Regions from separate parts of the Gossypium arboreum genome. Here region 1 is linked to region 2. Evidence: chromatin contacts called from public Hi-C data. All regions are on one chromosome and are shown on one strand. Each heading gives the region's core, a stretch centred on a gene start, on an enhancer-like site or on the middle of the called end of the contact. The rest is flanking DNA. Distances are from core to core; before and after follow the strand shown. Region 1 holds the start of LOC108489533 (receptor-like kinase TMK4). Region 2 holds the start of LOC108489165.

Evidence for each region. Hi-C and Micro-C count contacts between places; a contact is called where the count stands out from the background.
Region 1: a contact with region 2 is called in a Hi-C map of leaf, with 3 times the contacts expected there. The contact joins the promoter of LOC108489533 here to the promoter of LOC108489165 in region 2. A contact is called at or near these places in 2 of 5 Hi-C or Micro-C datasets (both in leaf).

Annotation. Positions count from the first base shown.
Region 1 is chr10:44,330,332-44,336,289 of ASM2569848v2, forward strand. It overlaps LOC108489533 (receptor-like kinase TMK4), which reads left to right and starts at 2,093. Exons shown (of 4, transcript XM_053020023.1): 1 at 2,093-4,565; 2 at 5,009-5,416; 3 at 5,936-5,958. The coding sequence starts at 2,318. The coding sequence ends at 5,946.
Region 2 is chr10:44,177,586-44,183,527 of ASM2569848v2, forward strand. LOC108489165 reads right to left here and starts at 2,344. Exons shown (of 3, transcript XM_017793489.2): 1 at 1,620-2,344; 2 at 1,282-1,431; 3 at 606-1,102. The coding sequence starts at 2,267. The coding sequence ends at 806. It overlaps LOC108489166 (pentatricopeptide repeat-containing protein At1g62930, chloroplastic-like), which reads left to right. Exons shown (of 4, transcript XM_053020262.1): 3 at 1-63; 4 at 159-558.

The DNA of each region.
Region 1 (5,958 bases), core at 843-3,342, 150 kb after region 2:
TGGTGTCTCTCAACCGATTTAATAATTCAGGGATTGAGAAGTCATAAGCAAAGTTCGGTATTTGAATTCCTCGTGTGGCCAAAATAGGATTCATTTCTTCCACTTTTGTAGTGCAAACATAAGCCTTAGCCTCCATCGGGGTACTTGCTTCATGGTGTCGCGAAGAGATTTTTGAATAATACGACCATTTATTCTAGTCCTAGCCATAGTGTTCTAATAAAACCAAGAAAAAATTGAAAGAACGATGGAAATTTTATGGAAATGACCTCTGATACTGTTTTTCTCAATAATGGTTTCTTCTCTAAAATCTCTAATTTAAACAATGTAATTTTTAGGGCTCAAGTAACTTCCTTTTAAAAGGGCTTTTTACACTTTAACGATTCATATATCCGAGAATAAGGGCACAATCAGCTGCTTATAGTTGTTACCCTTCTTAACACATGGCGAAGTGTACGTTGCAAGTTAAGGTATAAAGTATATTTAATAAGCCTCTTCTTGTGTTACTTCTCATCTTATAGAACTAGGTTCCAATAAGAGTCACTTTATAAATCTTATAGAACTGGGTTCCAATAAGAGTCACTTTATAACTCTTCTTCAAACCAGGCGGGGGATAAATTGTTATGATACTCACTATTACCGACTCGTAACCTGACTGGGTTCAGGTCGAGTTTTGCACAGTTCTCACTTCAAGTTCGCGTGACACTGTAAGTTCACATGCAAGACCCTCAAACCCCTCTATGAGACCGCACGATGTGGGTTCACACACCATCATTTAGGCGAACCTACATCATATAGACACATGTTAAACCTAGAGTAGAGTACGTGCCGACATGCATAGAACCTACCTACAGTATCATATCTATGAATAGTAACCATATCATATAAATACACAGTTTCACCCATATAAAGACACACATAAACACCCAAAAATATTAAAAATATTTAAAAATTCTAAAATTCTTTTAACTTATATTTTCTAAATATATGAACAAAGTAATTGAGAGTTCTATAAAAGAAAATATTTATTTTGGTAGTCTTTTTTTTTGTAAACAATATTGTATAAATTTGAATTTTTAATAATTTAATAAAATTATTAAAATTTTTAAAATAATGCCCAACATTCAAAACCTCAAAAATAATAATAAAATAATTAAAATTACCAAATTTCTGAAAAATAAAATTTAAATTTTAAAATTTTCCAAAATTCTTTCAAAAAATTATAAAATAAAAATATATAAATATTCAGTAAAATTAATTTTATTTTTAAAATTTCAAAAATTCATTATTTTCTATAATTTTTAAATTTTATAAAATTTAGAATATTTTTTGCATATATATATATATTATATAAAGTTTCCTTTTAATTTTGAGAAAAAATATTTGTTGGAAAATTTTATAATTTTTTCAAACTTTGGAGCTTTTATTTTATTTGTTTTCATATTCTGAAGATATTTTTCGAACATTTATATATACGAATATATATTGGATTTTTATGATCTTTTGAATTCTCACAGTTTGTTTTAGAATTTTCACTCTTTTTATTAAAATTTAAAAGTTACGCGATACTATTTACAAAAAATATTAAAACTATATTTCTTTTATAAATTTAAAATTTAGATAATTTTTATTTTTATAATTTCGTAATCTTTGAATTAATATAAATTTTATAATTTTTTCTATAATCGTATATAAATTTTTTAGGTTTTATAAAAATAATTTTTAAGATTAGTTTAAAGTTTTTTTAAAATTTTCGGAACTTTGGAGTATTTTAGTAATATTTATTTGTTTTTTATTTTTAATATATACTATTTTAAAACATTTTTATAATTTTATTAGTTTTTAATTTTAATAATGTATGGACTTTTTGTTTTTTATTATATAATATTTAAAAAATTCAAAATTCAGAGTTGGATTGGATAATAATTGACGCTATTTTCATTATTTTTCTTATCCATTTTAAAAAGTACAGGACATAAGTACTTTATTTTTAGATGGACCATTTTGCTCATATTTAAAATTTACAGGGATGTATGTGACATTTAAACTATTTTGAGTACTCTACATATTTTTTTTTATTAGAAAAAAAAAACAGGTAAGATATTCTCTCTTTTTAAAAAAATTCCAACTAAGAAAATTCCCTTTCATTATTTCTTTTGTCTTTCCCCTAAGTATTCCCTTGCCCTAAAACACTGTTCTTTCTTTTCACTGTTAGGAAAAAAACGAAAAAAAAAACCATATTCAAAGAACAATCCAACAAACACCATCGTTGTTGGATAATCCAACTGTTTTGGTTTCCGAAACTAATCCAAAAGCAAAAATGCTTAACCGCCACCATATCCTCCTTCCCATCCTCCTTTTCTCCTCCCTTCTCGCCGCAGGGGACGACGGCGCAACCATGCTCAAGATAGCTTCATCCTTCCGCCCTCCTCCCACTGGGTGGTCTTCCTCTTCTTCAGACAACTACTGCAAGTGGCCTGGCATAAATTGCGACAAATCCAACAGCGTTACTTCCATCAACCTCTCTTCCAAATCCCTGTCTGGGACCCTTTCCCCCGACATCGCCGCCTTGTCGGAGCTCCAGACTTTGTCACTCCAACGCAACGCCTTGTCCGGGACCATCCCATCTTTCGCCAACCTCTCCAGCTTACAAGAGGTTTACCTTGACAGCAACACCTTCACCTCTATTTCCCCAAACGCCTTCTCCGGATTAACCAGCTTGCAAAAGCTGAGTTTGAGTGACAATGCCGGTTTAAGTCCATGGACTTTCCCAGATTTGTCTCAATCGACGGGACTCGTTGAACTTCAACTAGACAACACCAGCTTGTTCGGTTCCTTGCCTGATATATTCGATTCTATGAACAGCTTGAAAAGTATAAGGTTGTCTTACAACAATTTGAGCGGCATATTACCGGCTTCTCTCGGTGGTTCAATGGTTCAGAATCTTTGGATCAACAATCAGGATGTTGGGTTCACTGGTACTTTACAAGTTTTATCCAGCATGACACAGTTGTCTCAGGTTTGGCTTCAGAAAAACTTGTTTACGGGTCCGATCCCAGATTTGTCTAAATGTTTGGATATTTTCGATCTTCAGCTTAGAGACAATCAGTTGACAGGGCCGGTTCCCAAATCTTTAATTGATCTTCCAAACTTGAAGAATGTTTCATTGTCTAATAATAAATTGCAGGGTCCTTTCCCAGAATTTCCTACCTCAGTTGAGAAAAAAGTTGTTGATGGAAACAATAATTTTTGTAATAGTAATGGGGATCCTTGTAATCCTCAAGTTACTACATTGCTTGAGATTGCTGGGGGTTTTGGGTACCCTGTGTCTCTTTCTGATAATTGGCCTGGGAATGATGCTTGCGAATGGTCCTTTATTTCTTGTGATTCACGAAAGAATGTGATTACAGTGAATCTGGAAAAGAAAAACTTAGTCGGGACGATTTCTCCGGCCTTTGCCAATCTCACCTCATTGAAGAACTTGAATCTGAATGGTAATGGATTAACCGGTTCAATTCCTGATAGTCTGACTAAGTTGACTAGTTTGCAGCTTCTTGATGTGTCTAATAACAATCTTAGTGGAGACATTCCGAAATTTTCAAATTCAGTAAAATTCTTGTACTCGGGGAATAGTTTACTTGGAAAATCTGGTGGTTCTGGTGATGGAGGAGATTCAGGATCTGGAGCATCCGCTGGAGGTTCGGATGGTAACTTGAAAAGTGGCAATAGTAAGAATTCGATTGCTATGATTGTCGGTATTATTGCTGGTGTATTGATTTTTGTTGCTGTTGTTTGCTTTGTTTCTTATAAGTATATTATGAACAAGAGGTACGGAAAATTTGGTAAGGTGGAGGGCAGTGATGCTGAGAGGGGTGTGGTTAAGAGTCCAGCAAATGGTGGCGGAATGAATGGGAATGGGGGAGTTCCCAGTGAAATGCTAAGCCAAAGCAGTGGGGATCGTAGTGACCACCATTTTTTTGAGGGTGGAAATGTAGTGATCTCAATCCAAGTACTAAGACAAGTGACAGATAATTTCAATGAGGCCAATGTTTTAGGAAGAGGTGGTTTCGGGGTTGTTTATAAAGGGGAGCTGCATGATGGCACACAGATTGCTGTCAAAAGGATGGAATGTGTGTCGACCGGTACTAAAGGAATGAATGAGTTTCAGGCAGAAATCGCAGTGCTTACAAAAGTTAGGCATAGGCATCTGGTTGCACTTTTGGGTTACTGTATTAATGGTAATGAGAGACTCTTGGTTTACGAGTATATGCCTCAAGGTACCCTAAGTCAGCATCTCTTTGAATGGCGGGAAAATGGATATGCTCCGTTCACCTGGAAGCAGAGAGCCACCATTGCACTGGATGTTGCACGAGGGGTTGAGTATTTGCACTCTTTGGCACAACAAAGTTTCATTCACAGAGATTTGAAGCCCTCCAACATTCTCCTTGGGGATGACATGAGAGCAAAGGTTGCCGATTTTGGACTCGTTAAAAATGCACCCGAAGGTAAATACTCTGTGGAGACAAGGTTGGCAGGAACGTTTGGATATCTTGCTCCTGAATATGCTGGTATGTGAATTTTTGTCTTCAAATGCTTTAAGATTTTATACGAGCTTCTTACTTGCTTAGTTATACATATTCTGTGATAATTTTCTCTAGGCAAATTAAACCTTTCAATGTAATTTAGATGTATCCTTAATGTCTCAACCCCAGAATAGCTAATATATTATTGTTAATATGATCGGGGCTCTACATGGTATTATCAAGCTTGCTTAAACAGCAAACTTTATAAGTTATGAGGCCATATTCGGTATTCTTATGTTAAAAGATTAAAAATCATGATTGACTGAAACAGTTGTCTTCTGATTAGCATTTATAATATTTGATGTTTGATATTTGGGTTGAATGTATTGTTATTGCCTTTCGCCTGGCTGTTTCGTAACGTTGTCATTTTTGTTGTTTGGTTAAATATTATAGTTTTCTAAATAGAGATACTGTTTTAATCTGAACAGCAACTGGAAGGGTGACTACGAAGGTGGATGTTTATGCATTTGGAGTGGTCTTGATGGAGATAATAACTGGCAGAAAAGCTTTAGACGAGACCTTACCCGATGAGAGGTCACATCTGGTCACATGGTTTCGCAGGGTCCTTACCAACAAAGACAACATTCCGAAAGTGGTTGATGAAACAATCAACTGCGATGAGGAGACAATGGCAAGTATCTTCAAGGTGGCTGAGCTGGCAGGACACTGCACAGCTCGCGAACCATATCAGCGACCTGACATGGGGCATGCTGTAAATGTGTTGGGCCCCCTTGTTGAGCTGTGGAAACCTACCACCCAAGAGGATGGTGAAAACTCGGGCATTGATCTTCACATGAGCCTTCCTCAGGCTCTACTAAGATGGCAAGCAGATGAAGGTACTTCAACAATGTATGGTGATATATCATACTCCCAAACCCAATCAAGTATCCCTGCAAAACCCTCGGGATTTTCAGACACATTAAGCTCATCTGATGGTCGGTGATGGACATGGGATAAGTGGCATAATTTTGAAGAGGTATGTACTGTAAAAAATGTTACGAGGGCAAAAAACACACAAAAAAGGAAGGCCAGGTTGAGTTGCTGTTGAGTCGATAACGGAGTGTATTATGGTCGTATTATGTTTATTTATTCTGATTGTTCTCTTACTTTGTTGGGCTAAACACGAGCCAAAAGAACCCTTGTTGTTTCTTATTATATTCTTCAACAGCTAACCGAATGATTTGTTTTGTTTGATGGAGTATTTACAGAGGGAAAAATAGGGTTTTTGGGGAGGAGAGGGAGGGAAAGAAAGATTGTATCATGTTCTTTGAATCATTTTTTCTATTGTAATGTATAATTATTGTTGAATCATTTTTTATTCATTTCTTTATTAAAATAATAATAATAAGTTGCAGGTTGGAGATAGAGGAAGGTTGGT
Region 2 (5,942 bases), core at 1,094-3,593:
TGGAATGCTCTGTAGCATCCTGTTGCTTTGGCATTCATTCAAGCCAAGTTTGGTCGATGACAGGTATGTTATTTACATTATAAGAGACATATATTTGCAAGTTGCTTTTCATCCTTTAGCTGAGCAGGTTCATCTTAGGTCAATGGATTTTTTCACAGGGTCTTCTTGGGGGTTTCCACCTTTGACAAATTTTCCTAGCTGTCCCTTGTTTGATTCATTCTACTCTCGTAAGGAAGTCGAGCTTCTTCTTTGTTTCATTTGAACTAAAAGGGTTGTTTATCATGTAAAAGATGCAGCTAAACATTAGTAGTAAAAAGCTTGTTTATGTCCTGAGGAGTAGTAGCCATTTGAAAATGAGCTTTCTTGTGGGGTATGGGGATAAGATACCCACAATATATGTGCATCACAGAGACCAGCTGGTGCAACAACCGGTTGTGCTGGTGGCCCCATTTAGCTGTTGGAGGCCTTGAGGGTGGGCCTTTTCATGTGAATTGGTTTCATGGTTTAGGGGGATATAGGAATAATATAATGCAATATAACTACATTTTTTTTTTTTAATTTTGGAGATGAGACTTTTTTCTTCATTATTGGACATTGGAATAAAATTTCTGGCCAATACTGATGATGATTGTATTTTATAGCATCTTACTGAACCATCAATCAGGCATAATGATTCAAGTTTCTAATCATAAACAGAACCAAATTCAAGTAAAGAAATTTGGAGGAAAAATTAAACTAATAAAAAGCCGCTCATAAGGAATGAGAAGTGGATATCTAGTAACTGAAATCCAGAATTCGCCCTCTTTCAAGTTGGGATCATAAGTTGATCTTCATTTCTTGAAAATTCAATGAATTGGTTATCAAAAACAAAGAAGAGCAAAAATTCTTCACTCATCTTTTTCACCATTTTTGTCAACCTATCTTTCAACAGCTCCAGCAGTGTTGCTGAAATTAATCTGGGGTTGTCCAATATCCAGCTCCTTTGATACTCAAAGATCCATGTGTTGGGATCCATTTGTATTACAGAGGTACCCCATTTGCTTTGTACCCATGATGCATTTGCCTTTCTTGTTATAATAAATCCACTCCTTCCATTGGACCACTGCAAAAGGAACAAAAAAAAAAAAAAAGGAAAGAAAGAAAGGAAGGAAGAAGAAAATTTATGATAACATAAGCACTAGCAAATCCAAAACAGGCAGCAGCAATGACAATCAAATTGATCCTAAGGGTCCTTTTTATATTAATCAAAAAGAAAACAAGGGTAAATAGATTGGCATTTACCTCAGATACTCTGCCAGATAAGATAGTAAATGATTTGGAAGAAAACCCAGTAGTAAGCAATCCAGCAGTTTGCAAAGGCCACCCCCAAATCTTGACCTCTTCCATTGCCGATTTATACAACAAGCAATGCGAATTTAGAAGCAAACTACCCTGCAATTATTACTCCAAAAGTTACCACGGCTTTTCATTCTTTCTTAAAATATTTGTGTTGGACAGAGATAAAAATGGTAACAAGTAATTACACACTCTAATATGTATAAGATGCCCTCGAGTAACAGTAATAGGCCATAGGTTTTAAGCACATAACTTGGGGGAAATTAAAAGAAAAAAGTTCGAACCTGATCAATTTCCCATACGGAATCCGTATTGCTGCAATTAGAAACCTTGAGATTATGAAATCCTTTCAACTCATTTTGCAAGAACCTCAATTTTCCATTCAAATCTTGCATAATTGAAGCCCTTTCACCAATGCTTCTCGCAACATCGCTTGTCAAAATCGGCTTCAAAAACCCACCTACACCCCAAGAAAACCCAACCTCCATTACCAAAACCAAATTCAAACCCATTAATAACTTCCAAAATACACTTTGGAAACCACCATTTTTCCCCTCCTCTTTCTTCTTCTTTTTCTCCTTGTTTTCTCTAAAGTTTAATCTGGCAGTTGATTTAAGAGCCGGAGATTCCACCAAGCAACAAGAACTCGATGTGGGTGTGGATGTAATGGAAGGATCGAAAGAGATGGGAGAGTGGTTTGCGTATTTGGGCTTGGAAGCAGAGAGTTTACTGAATGAACTCTTTTGAACGCTGAGGGGCATGAGATCGAGAGTGGCATTGATGCTAGCCAAACAGATTTCGCACTTGCAATTGGCGTCTTTTCTGCAACCTGGGAAGTAGTTGCTGTCTCGGGTTTCGGTACGGACATCATCTTCCATAGTAATGGTGGTCGATTTCATTGAAGAAGATGACGAACTCAGCTGGTGTTTCATTGCTTCTTTTTGTCTCTTTAGGTTATTTCTCTTTGAAAATTGTGGTTAATAGTGTTAAATGAGATCTAACGGATATATTTATATTGATAGGGTTTTTGAAATTTGAACCTTTAACGGTTATATCATGTGGGATATTTATTTATATGTATGTATGTTTTTTCATGAGTGATAATTTAATTCTTTTAGTAAAAAAACTGAAGTAGCCTACTACTAGAGGTGTGCATGGGCCGGGCGGCCCGGCCCGGCCCGAAGGCCCGCCCGAAAAATGGGAGGGTTTGGGTAAAAATATAGGCCCGAAAAATGGGCTTGGACAAAAAACGAGGCCCGTTTAGAAAGCGGGCAGACCTCGAGTAAGATTTTTTGTCCCAGACCCGCCCGACCCCCGATTTTAATATTAAATTATTTTAAAATTTTTTATTTTAATTTTAAATAACTTTAGTATTTTTACTTTACTTTTTTGTTGTTTTGATGTTATTTTGATATTGTAAAACTTTTGTTATTAATATAATTTAATTCTTAATTTAGTTTTAATTTGTTTCAATTTTTCAATTTTAATATAATTACTTTTTATTATATTTTTAATTTATGTATTATTTTAATAATTATTTTAGTCCCATTATTTATTTATTTTTGTTTTAATATTTGTTTTATGTTTTAAATGTATTTGATTTATTATATTTTAAAGTTTTTATTTAATAAAAAAGCAAAAAAATTTAATATGACCGGGCAGGTGAGCAGGCTCAGCCTACCATTTTTCTCGGGCCGGGCTTGGACAAATTTTCAGCCCATATTTGAGGCAGGCAGGCCCGAGCCTTGAAAACAGGCGAATTTTTATGGGCCCAGCCCGAACCTGGCCCGGCCCAGCCCATGCACATCTCTACCTACTACTAGGGAAGAGGGTTAATGCATTATTTAACCATCTAATTATTTTATATTAATTTGGTGCTTGAAGTTTTCAAACCTTATATCCGATATCTTAAGGCTGATTTTTATTATTTCCATTGTAAAAAAAAAATAAACTACATTATTAGTCACTTAATTAAAAAGTTACAATTTGGTAACTAACTTTTTAATTTTTTCTATCACTTTGACACCTTTTAGTCTTAGTTGGTATAATAACAATTTTAGTCCTTGACTTTTGTATTTTCTATCAATTTAATTCTAACTCTATAAAAAATATTTAAAATAGAAAATCATATGTAAAAATTCTATAAAATAAATTCTCTTATATATCTTTGTTGAAGAACTAATATGTATTGAAACAAAGAAAATTATCATTCAATAAAATCCAATGATAAATTAAAATAATATAAAACAAAACAAAAAATAAATCATTACATGCTTATTTAGTGTTTCTAGAAATCAAATTAGTAATATCTTCAAGTTGAGTTATATGCCCTTGAAGAACATTCTGAATTGATATTACAGAAGCTTGTGGAATCGACTCTAGTGCCATTTTTTAAGAAAAAATTACAAAATATACCACATAATTTTCTTTTTTTACTCAATTCAAATTTCCAATTCAATTAAAACCCAAATTGTAAAAACAAATTATATTCTTTTTTTCTTATAATGTAAAAAAAGCTATGTCAAGAGACAAAAGAAGTAAAAATTGGAGAACCAATAATGTTGCTTAATGTGTGGTGTGCCTCGCATTTATCGGACATTTTACAGACACTTATTGGAGACAGAAGTGAGATGCATAATGAGGAGATATGTGACATTGTGACGATGTGGCGAGCAAGGGACGATGTCACGACGAGGGTCGTCAAGATGAGGCAACAACCTCTTGAGACAGAAGCAGGGGCGACGCCATGATGAGGAGAGTCATGACATCACGTCGATATCTTACCTAAAATAGTTGCGTTTTAGACTCCAAGTAGGACTTGTTCTCCCAATTAGATTCTGATTATTTCAGGGTTATTTTAGTATGATTAAACATCTAATCTTAGTCTATTTAAAGAGCCTTCGTAATCTTAATTTAGACACGCCAATCAGCAAGGGCTTTTCTTGAAGGGGACAAGATGTAGCCGCATATGAGTTTTAGTGAGAGTTTTGTGGTAACTATGGAGAGAATTCTGTTCTCAAATTAATGTTTTTTATTTGGGATTTGGGTTTGTACGTTTAGTACATTTAGGTTTATTTTCTCTATATTGTACTCTCGTTTATTTACTCATTTAGTGAAAACCCAAAGCCTCTTTTTGCCCGTGGTTTTTATCCTCTCCAGAGGAGTTTTCCACGTAAATTATTTGTGTGCCCAATTTTCTTTTCTCTTTTTCATTATTGTTTGCTGTTTATACAGGTCGATCCCCAACACTTAATGTTTTATTTTTTCTATGTTATTTTTTAAGATTGGGTATTAGATATTTCTATCTGAGATAATACAAAGAGAAAGTTTGGAGGGTTTAAAATAATAATTTTCCTCATTTTCTCTCACATTATTTACTTTTGAAAAAATTATGTAGTTTAATATAATTTTAATTTTAGAATTATCTACATTTTAAAGAAAGAATTTCATTTTTTATCATGATATATAATCGGGGACAATATTATTATACCAATTAAAAAGTGCCACTTAACAATCGGGTAATAAAAATAATTTGAAAACATTACTAACTAAATTGTAACTTTTTTAGTTAAATGACCAAAATAAAAACTTATCTATAATTTAGTGACTAATGGTATAGTTTAGCTGAGAGTGTGTTACATTACACAATTTCTATTTTTAAAATAAATTCAAAAATAGAAAAATGAGAAAATAAAAAAATCAGAAAAAAAGTTATGAAAGTTATAAAAATCAAAATTATAAAATTATAAAATATAAATTTTTAAAAATAAATAAAATAAAAAAGAGAATGTAACGCCCCAAAATTTAAATTTTTGGTTTCGTGTATGTGTGACACACAAGTGTGTATTTGCTTCAATGGTTAAGTGTTTTGAATGTGTGTGAGAGGTCCCAAGTCCAAGTCTTATTTGGGCAAAATTTGGTATTTTTATAAATAAAGCCTTAGCCTTGTGCAAAGGGCTTAAGTTTAATTGTTGGTAAGTTTATATCAGGATGAGCTTGTTGATTTTGGTAGTTAAGTGGAGTGTTGGAGTGCTGGAGGTCTTATGTTTAATTCTCTGTGATGGTGTGGAGATAGTATTTTTGCTCCAATTTCGGCTAAGAGTTGTGTTGGGGCAAAATTCTAAGTAGTTGTGTTTTAATGGGTTAATAAGGAGTGATTTTAGGAGATAATTGGGGAGAGTTTATCAGAAGTTTTGGTTTTCTCTCCAATTCCCCAAACTTTTTCTAACATTTTATTCTTCTTCTTTTTTTTTCTCTCCTCTGCCAATTCTTTCCCCTAGTTGCTGCTAAAATTTCCATTATTTTTTTCCCTTCTGTTTCTTTTTTTCTTTTTTTTTTTCCAATTGATTCAGTTGTTCATCGTTCATTGCGCGTGTTTGAAGTTAATCAAGGGGCTGGTGGTTTTGAATCGATGCAGTGATTGTGCGAAGTGGTGGTCACTCAAGCGAGGTTCTGGAGACCTAGGAGTGCTTACGCATCAGAAATGATACTAGGTGTGTACCTGAAACGCAAAAAATGAGATTCAGCGAAAAGCCGTAATTGCTTGCTATCAAAAAATAAGAGAAATAAGAGAAAATGATGCGAAAAAAATTGTAGAGAAAGGAAAT